Regions from separate parts of the Canis lupus genome. Here region 1 is linked to region 2. Evidence: chromatin contacts called from public Hi-C data. All regions are on one chromosome and are shown on one strand. The core of a region is the stretch at or near the end of the contact, and the rest is flanking DNA. Distances in the headings are between cores, read along the strand shown. Region 1 holds the start of CILK1 (serine/threonine-protein kinase ICK). Region 2 has its middle 41 kb from the start of TMEM14A.

The links. A called contact is a pair of places that touch in the nucleus more often than the background predicts.
Region 1: a Hi-C map of liver shows a contact between it and region 2, with 3 times the contacts expected there. The contact joins the promoter of CILK1 here to the enhancer-like site in region 2. A contact is called at or near these places in 3 of 9 Hi-C or Micro-C datasets (amygdala, blood and liver).

The regions. Positions count from the first base shown.
Region 1 is chr12:20,753,854-20,756,981 of UU_Cfam_GSD_1.0, reverse strand. CILK1 (serine/threonine-protein kinase ICK) reads left to right here and starts at 1,453. Exons shown (of 14, transcript XM_038554320.1): 1 at 1,453-1,520. It overlaps LOC111098286 (a long non-coding RNA gene), which reads left to right. Exons shown (of 3, transcript XR_005367863.1): 3 at 932-1,074.
Region 2 is chr12:20,588,640-20,591,790 of UU_Cfam_GSD_1.0, reverse strand. No RefSeq gene overlaps it. Among named protein-coding and RNA genes, the nearest start is that of TMEM14A, 41 kb to the right of the region's middle. Within about 2 kb of position 1,735, at least 7 of the 20 cell types and tissues checked have an H3K27ac peak or open chromatin away from gene starts, as enhancers often do. A contact at or near this core is called in liver, where this site is marked.

The sequences.
Region 1 (3,128 bases), core at 204-2,703, 170 kb before region 2:
GGTTTGGGTGTTACATAGGTAAACACAAAGATCAATGTTATACATTTGCCAAGAGGCCAGATGATCTTTCCCATTTGGGAAGGGAAATCTTGCATCTTGCAGGTTTTTTTCAATAGGAGGAAGAAGAGTGAGGGATTCAGGTCTTTGATATAGATTCTTTTACGGAAAAAAAAAATGCCTTGAGTTCTTAGAATTCAAAAATAAAAGGAGAGAAAATCGATATGGTGATGAGCTGGAAAATTTAAACTCCGAGAAAGACCCACAATGTGTAAATGGGCTATTGCTTTATTGATGAAAAGTGTGTTGCTTAGGGCAATATGGTTCCCTGGACCAAAAGCATCAGCACCAGAATTCTGGGAAAAAGGCCCAGCAATGTTTTCATAAGCCCCCAAATGATTACGATGCCTCCAAGTAAAGTTGCCCCCTCTGCTATGGGCATTAAACTAGTTCTGAAAAATAGAAAGTCTTGGGGCAATCGTTTAAATTTAAATGCGGGGTTGGGGGTGAAGGGGGGGAGGCTTGAAGCAGTTTTTTTTTTTTTTTTTCAAGTCACTTCAGGACCGTCTTTATATGAATGATTTAAGGTACTGTCTACAACATAATTTATGACACAAGTGAGTGTGTTTAACACACCAGTGCAAGTATTAGATTGCATATAACTTGTTACACACAGAGGACAATTGTTGCATTAGATACTATCTAGTCTGCTTCCCACCTGGGTGACAATCCAGTCTTTCAAACGGAAGTTGCTACCTATAAAACTCTTCAAGTTCCAATGAATCCTCCCAGGCAATCCGTTGCGTTTTCATGAAAAATAAAATATATATAAGTATATCTATATGTATTTTATTGCGGGGAAAATCCAACACCATCTGCCATCATACCCCATGTTGGAGCGGAACGTTTCAGGGGCATTGATTTCATTGACAAGGTGCATCCCCGGTTACGTTTGCTGAAGCCGGGGGAGAAGATTTTTCACCATGAGCATCAGCCTGTAATGAAACGTCCTCAGAACCCGTGTGCACGGCCTCCAGCTCTACGTCCTGATGCCGGATGCAGCCGACCTGCAGAAAAGGCGTGTGAGTGGGGCCGGGCGGGGGCGGGGCGGGGCGGGGCGGGGCGGGGCGGGGCGCCGGGGTGGTCGGCGGGTGCGCGGCTCCCGGGCTCGGTCGGCCGCGGCGGCCGGGACGCGGTGCAGGGACGCGCAGGGCCGGCGAGGGGAGCTGCAGGGTAACTTTTCCCAGGGAAAGCGCCCGGTCGTCCCCGCTAGAAGCCTCCCTGCCTTTTGTTTGTTTTTCTGCCGGAGGCTGGAGAGCGGCCGGGTTCCTGCTGCTCCACCATGCGCCGCGCGGCCCGTGCGACCCTCCGGAGCGCCCTGGCGTCCCCGCACGGACCGCGCGGCCGGTCCTAGCGGCGGTCGCCCCCCTCCCCGGTGCCCTGCGGGCCGGGCCGCTGCGCCCCCGCCGCCCAGGAGCCGCGCTCACCGCAGGGGCGGGCCCCCGCCTGCGTCCGCGGCGCCGGTAAGTGGGGCCCGGGAGGCAAGGGGCTCGTGCGGGGCGACCTGTCACGGGGCGCGGAGGGCTGCAGCTGCCGAGGCGCCGCCGCCCGGGGCCCCCGCCCGGAGCCCCCGCCGCCCGGGGCCCCCGCCGCCCGGAGCCCCCGCCGGGGCTGGGAGGGGACCGGGACGCTGCTGGGCTGTAGTTTCTCTCCGCCGTCGTGTGGCTCTCGCCCTCTCGGCGTGGAAACTCCGGATGGCCGGGAGTCTGGAAGGTTTGGGGGGTGTTTACCTCCCGGTGCTGCGGCCGGCGAAGCCCCCCGCCCAGGTGGAAGCCCCTTCCAACTGGGATGTGGAGGACTTGTTCCTAGAATTTCCCTGACTAGGCCTGTGGCTGTCCCATATGGGGTCTTAGCAGGAATCCGCACCCATGTATGTGCAACCATTTTTCAGTTTTTTGTTTTTTGTTTTTCTGCTCTGATTTCTTCTTAACCTGAGTAGATGTAATGAGACGGATGTTAGAGGGTTTCTTCCCCCCCCCTCCACCCCCCACCCAGAGCAACCGTTTCTTTTGTAATGTGCCTGTTCAAATCTGACTTGGACACTACCATTGAGAGGTCTTACTTTTAAACATAAAAGTAGTGGGAGGCATCATTCCGCAGAAAAAAGTATTCATTCCTACTTACAATCAAGTAAAGATCTGCTTTTGCCAAAGCTGGGCTATGCTGAGAGAATACTGCCTTGAATTGTGCATGCAAGTCTAGATTTCTCCAAGGTATTGGGACTTGCGTTCTTGTGTGATTTTGTTATTTTGTTTTTGGTTTTGTTGTTGTTGTTGTTGTTTGTTTGTTTGTTTGTTGCCCAGAGCACTCTTTGTAGCAGTAGAAGTTTGATAGCTACACTTTTCATTTCTTGCATTTTCCAGTGAGTAGGCTTTCGGGATGTGCCTCAATAATGAATTGTACTGTTGCTGAATGTGACATTAAAATGAGCTTGAAATTTGTGTCATCAGCATATAAATATTAAGAAGAATTTGTGCTTAACCGTATACCAGCCATACTCGGAGTAAATGTATGCATAGATATGCACATACGAAATCACTTCTGGATAAAGTGCTGCAATTTGGTAAAGAATCCTTCTCTCTCTCTCTCTCTTTCTTTCTTTTTCTTGTTTTTTTAATTTGGTAAGGAATCTTTAAGGCCTTCCTGCCTATCTGAGGACCAGTGATCGTCCTGGAAGTGGGTGTAGAAATGAGACCAGTGCTGGGGTTTTCTACTTAAAATGATATCCTGTACCATTGCCTCCTCTCTAAGGTCCAGCACCCTACACCGACCGTGCCAACTTTCTGTTTCCCACCCTGTCCACTTTGGCTTGCCCCTTCTCCAAAGTCAAAGCTGTTAGCTGGGCAGTAGTGAGCAGCCAGGTTTCTTAATGAGATCGGTTTAGTTTAGATGATGGAGGGATATAGTGGAGGGTTGATGGAGCCTGTCTGAGGAGGCAGAGGTCTGTGCTTCTTGTCAAGGGAATGCAGCATTTAGTCACACAGAAGTGGTTTTTCTCACTGAAGTTTCTTACCTACAGACTATGTGTAAATGAGCTGGCAGGATATAGAACAGGTTTTTGCCGGGTTTCC
Region 2 (3,151 bases), core at 486-2,985:
CCTTTGGAAATTTTGACATAATTGTGATATTCTAAGTCAACAAGCCAGCCAAGGATACCTGGTAGAAAAAAAAATGTAGACTCTGACCTTGGAAATTGATGAAATATTCTTAAGAATTATGACCTAATAAATCATACTTAAATAGCTTTATTCTTTGTTTCATTTGGTAAATGTTTACTGAGCACCTATTTTGTTCCCTGAATTTTTCTACGCAGGGAGGATGCCATGGTACTTATAAGAGCATTTTCCTGTGTAGACAATGAGTTAAAAAACAAATCAATGAGAAAATTATTAGTGGTGAGTGCTAAGGGGAAAATAAAACAGAGTAGGGTGATGGAGAGTTTTTAGGGTGGCAGTGGGCAAGTGGTTAATTTAAAATGACTGGTCACAGAAGACTAAGTCCAAGTGTGTGGGCCGCCACGGACTAGCTAGAGTTACTAACCCAAACTAGGCCCGGACTTGCGTCCCTCATTCACTCAAAAGGCTCGGGAGCCTAAAGGGTGAATAGTTGGTAGACGCTTGAGAAAGGGCTTGAGCAACGGTTTTCAGAGCTCGCTTCTACAGTGATCGCCCACATAACACAATAGATACAATTTATTCTGGCCTGCTCATAAACTTAAATAGGGGTCTGTGCTGTCCTTGCTGGTCTGTTAACCATGTATAATGTTCCTTCGAGGTACATACACCTGGAGCAACAAGCTTATCTATTAACCAGGACCCTAAATCTTCTGGCGCCTGTGGGTTTGTCTTGCATGCTGATAAAGGGAAAGCTTGGAGGGATTCACAAATATGCTAAGAATGGACATTTCCTTATCTTTGTTTTGCTTATGCTACATAATGCTGTAGAACCTTGAATAAAGCTGACACTGCTTGGACATCATCCACTGTGTCCCTCCTGTCCCCATCTCTTTACTTTTCTTTTATTTTCCTCATCCCCTTATCCTCAGGACCCTGATCGTGTTGCCGCAGAGCGCGTAACACAAGTGACAGGAAGAAGCCAAGCATGAGAAGATCCAAGGCAACAGGGTGCTAACTAGAGGTACTAATGAGGACAAGGATCTTGGTCAAGAACAACTTTGGTGTGTTTTAGGCACAGTAGGCAAGCAGATGTTGCAGGAGCATGGTGAGAAAGTATTGGAAGATGAAGTCAGAGAGGTAAGCAAGGTCAGTTATTTATTGCAGTGCCTCGGTTATTTATTGCTGCATAATAAATCAGGCCAAAGGTTAGTGACTTAAAGCAACAAACATTTATTCTCTAGCACACTTTCTGAGGGTCAGGATCCCAGGAGCAACTTAGGTAGGTGATTCTGGGTCAGGATCTCTCAGGACGTTGTATGCCAAGCCATCAGCAGGGGTTGCAATTATCTGAAAGCTTCACTAAGGACAGGCAATCCACTTCCAAGATGGTTCCCTCACATGGCTGTTGGCAATGAGCCTCTCAGTCCCTTGTCATGTCTGCTTCTTCGTATAGCTGCTTGAGTATCTTCATGATAGATCAGCTAACTTCCCCCTAGAGCAAGCAATCCAAGGGAGAACAAGACAGAAACAGCAATGTCCTCTACAATCTATCATCCAGGGCCACACTTCTGATGATAGTGACCGATTGGAAACCCATGTAGGAAGAGAAAGCATTTGGAGAGGAGAAGGGAAGCAGAGTGGGAGCCAGTCAAGGAATCTGAGGAGGTGGTGTCCATGAAGTAGGGGAGAGCCAGGAAAGAGTAGCGTCCTGAAGGAGAGGAGCACGAGGACTGGAGAGTAAAGGGTGAATCTGGGGACAGGAGGCCACTGCTGGCCTTGATGAGCGCTGTGGAATGTGGGACAGAAGCCTGACCAGAGTGGGTTGAGGAGGAAATGGGAAGTGAGTAGAGACAACTGCTACTGATCACCCTTTTGCGAAGTTTTGCCCTAAGAAGGGCAGATGTGTGGGACAGTAGACTTTATCTGTGAACTAAAAAAGAAAGGGAATGTTAAACAGGTTGGGGTCGGCTTCATTTGTGATCGTGGGAAGTCACCTAAGAGCAGTGAGGCTGTGTACTACACAGTGACAGAGTTTCCTGAAGGCACTTAGGTTGTTGGCACCAGGAAGTTTCCGTTGCTCTGGAAAGTGTGCCATCTAGTGCTCAGCCATGGCAGCCGAGTCAGACTAACTTCTCAGAGTAGGTTGTTTCAAAACAATCTGTTTGCTGGAAAAGAAATCACTTTTTCCTGTAAATCTTAAATCTATGTTGGAAAACTGCCAAAATGGAAACTAGAAATTTCTGACTGAGAAGCCAAGTTGGAAAGTTTTCCATGCTTCCTTTCAACACCTTCTAGTTCATTCTTCTCATTTCTTTCTCTACCATCTCTTTTCCTTTGTCCATCAGTCCCATACTCAGTTTCCTTTTCCATTGTCCATTTCTATGATAAAGATCGGAGTGATGCTCCTACAAGCCAGCAGCTAGGGGACAGGCATGGAACAGATTCCCCTCACAGCCCTCAGAAGGAAACACCCTTGTTGACACCTTGATTGCAGACTTCTGGCCTCCAGAACTGTGAGAGAATAAATTTCTATTGTGTGAGCCACCCAGGTTGTGGTAATTAGTCGCCAATGGCCACAGAAAACGAGTGCAGCTACTTTGTGATAAATGAGAAGGAAAACACACAAAACATAGATGACTCTCAAAATAATGATATGGACTGGAAGAAACTAGACAAATCACAGCACTTATTGTATGCTTCTACTTACGCGAAATTCTAGAAATTGCAAACTAATTTTGCACGACCAAGCAGACCAGTGGTATGGGGAGCGACAGGAGGAAGGGATTGTAACAGGGCATCAGACCTGCTGTATTCAATCTACTGACTGTGGTGATGCTTTCATGGGGGATGCATATGTCAAAACTTATCCAACTGTACACTTGAATTATATGTTTTATTATAGGTCAGTTATGCCCCCAAATATGGTAATAATACTAATGGAGGCAAATAAAACCCCACAAATCTGTCCTGTAGATAGTCATTCTGGACAATTCATCTGCACGCCATGCTGCCTTGCCTGCCTCCCTGGCCTCTGGCATGTCGCCTTCTAATTACAAACTGACTGAAGTCTCTCCTGTCCTAACCCTCTTAGCCATCTACTTCTCCACCCCTCAGAAAAAAACCCAACAAACAC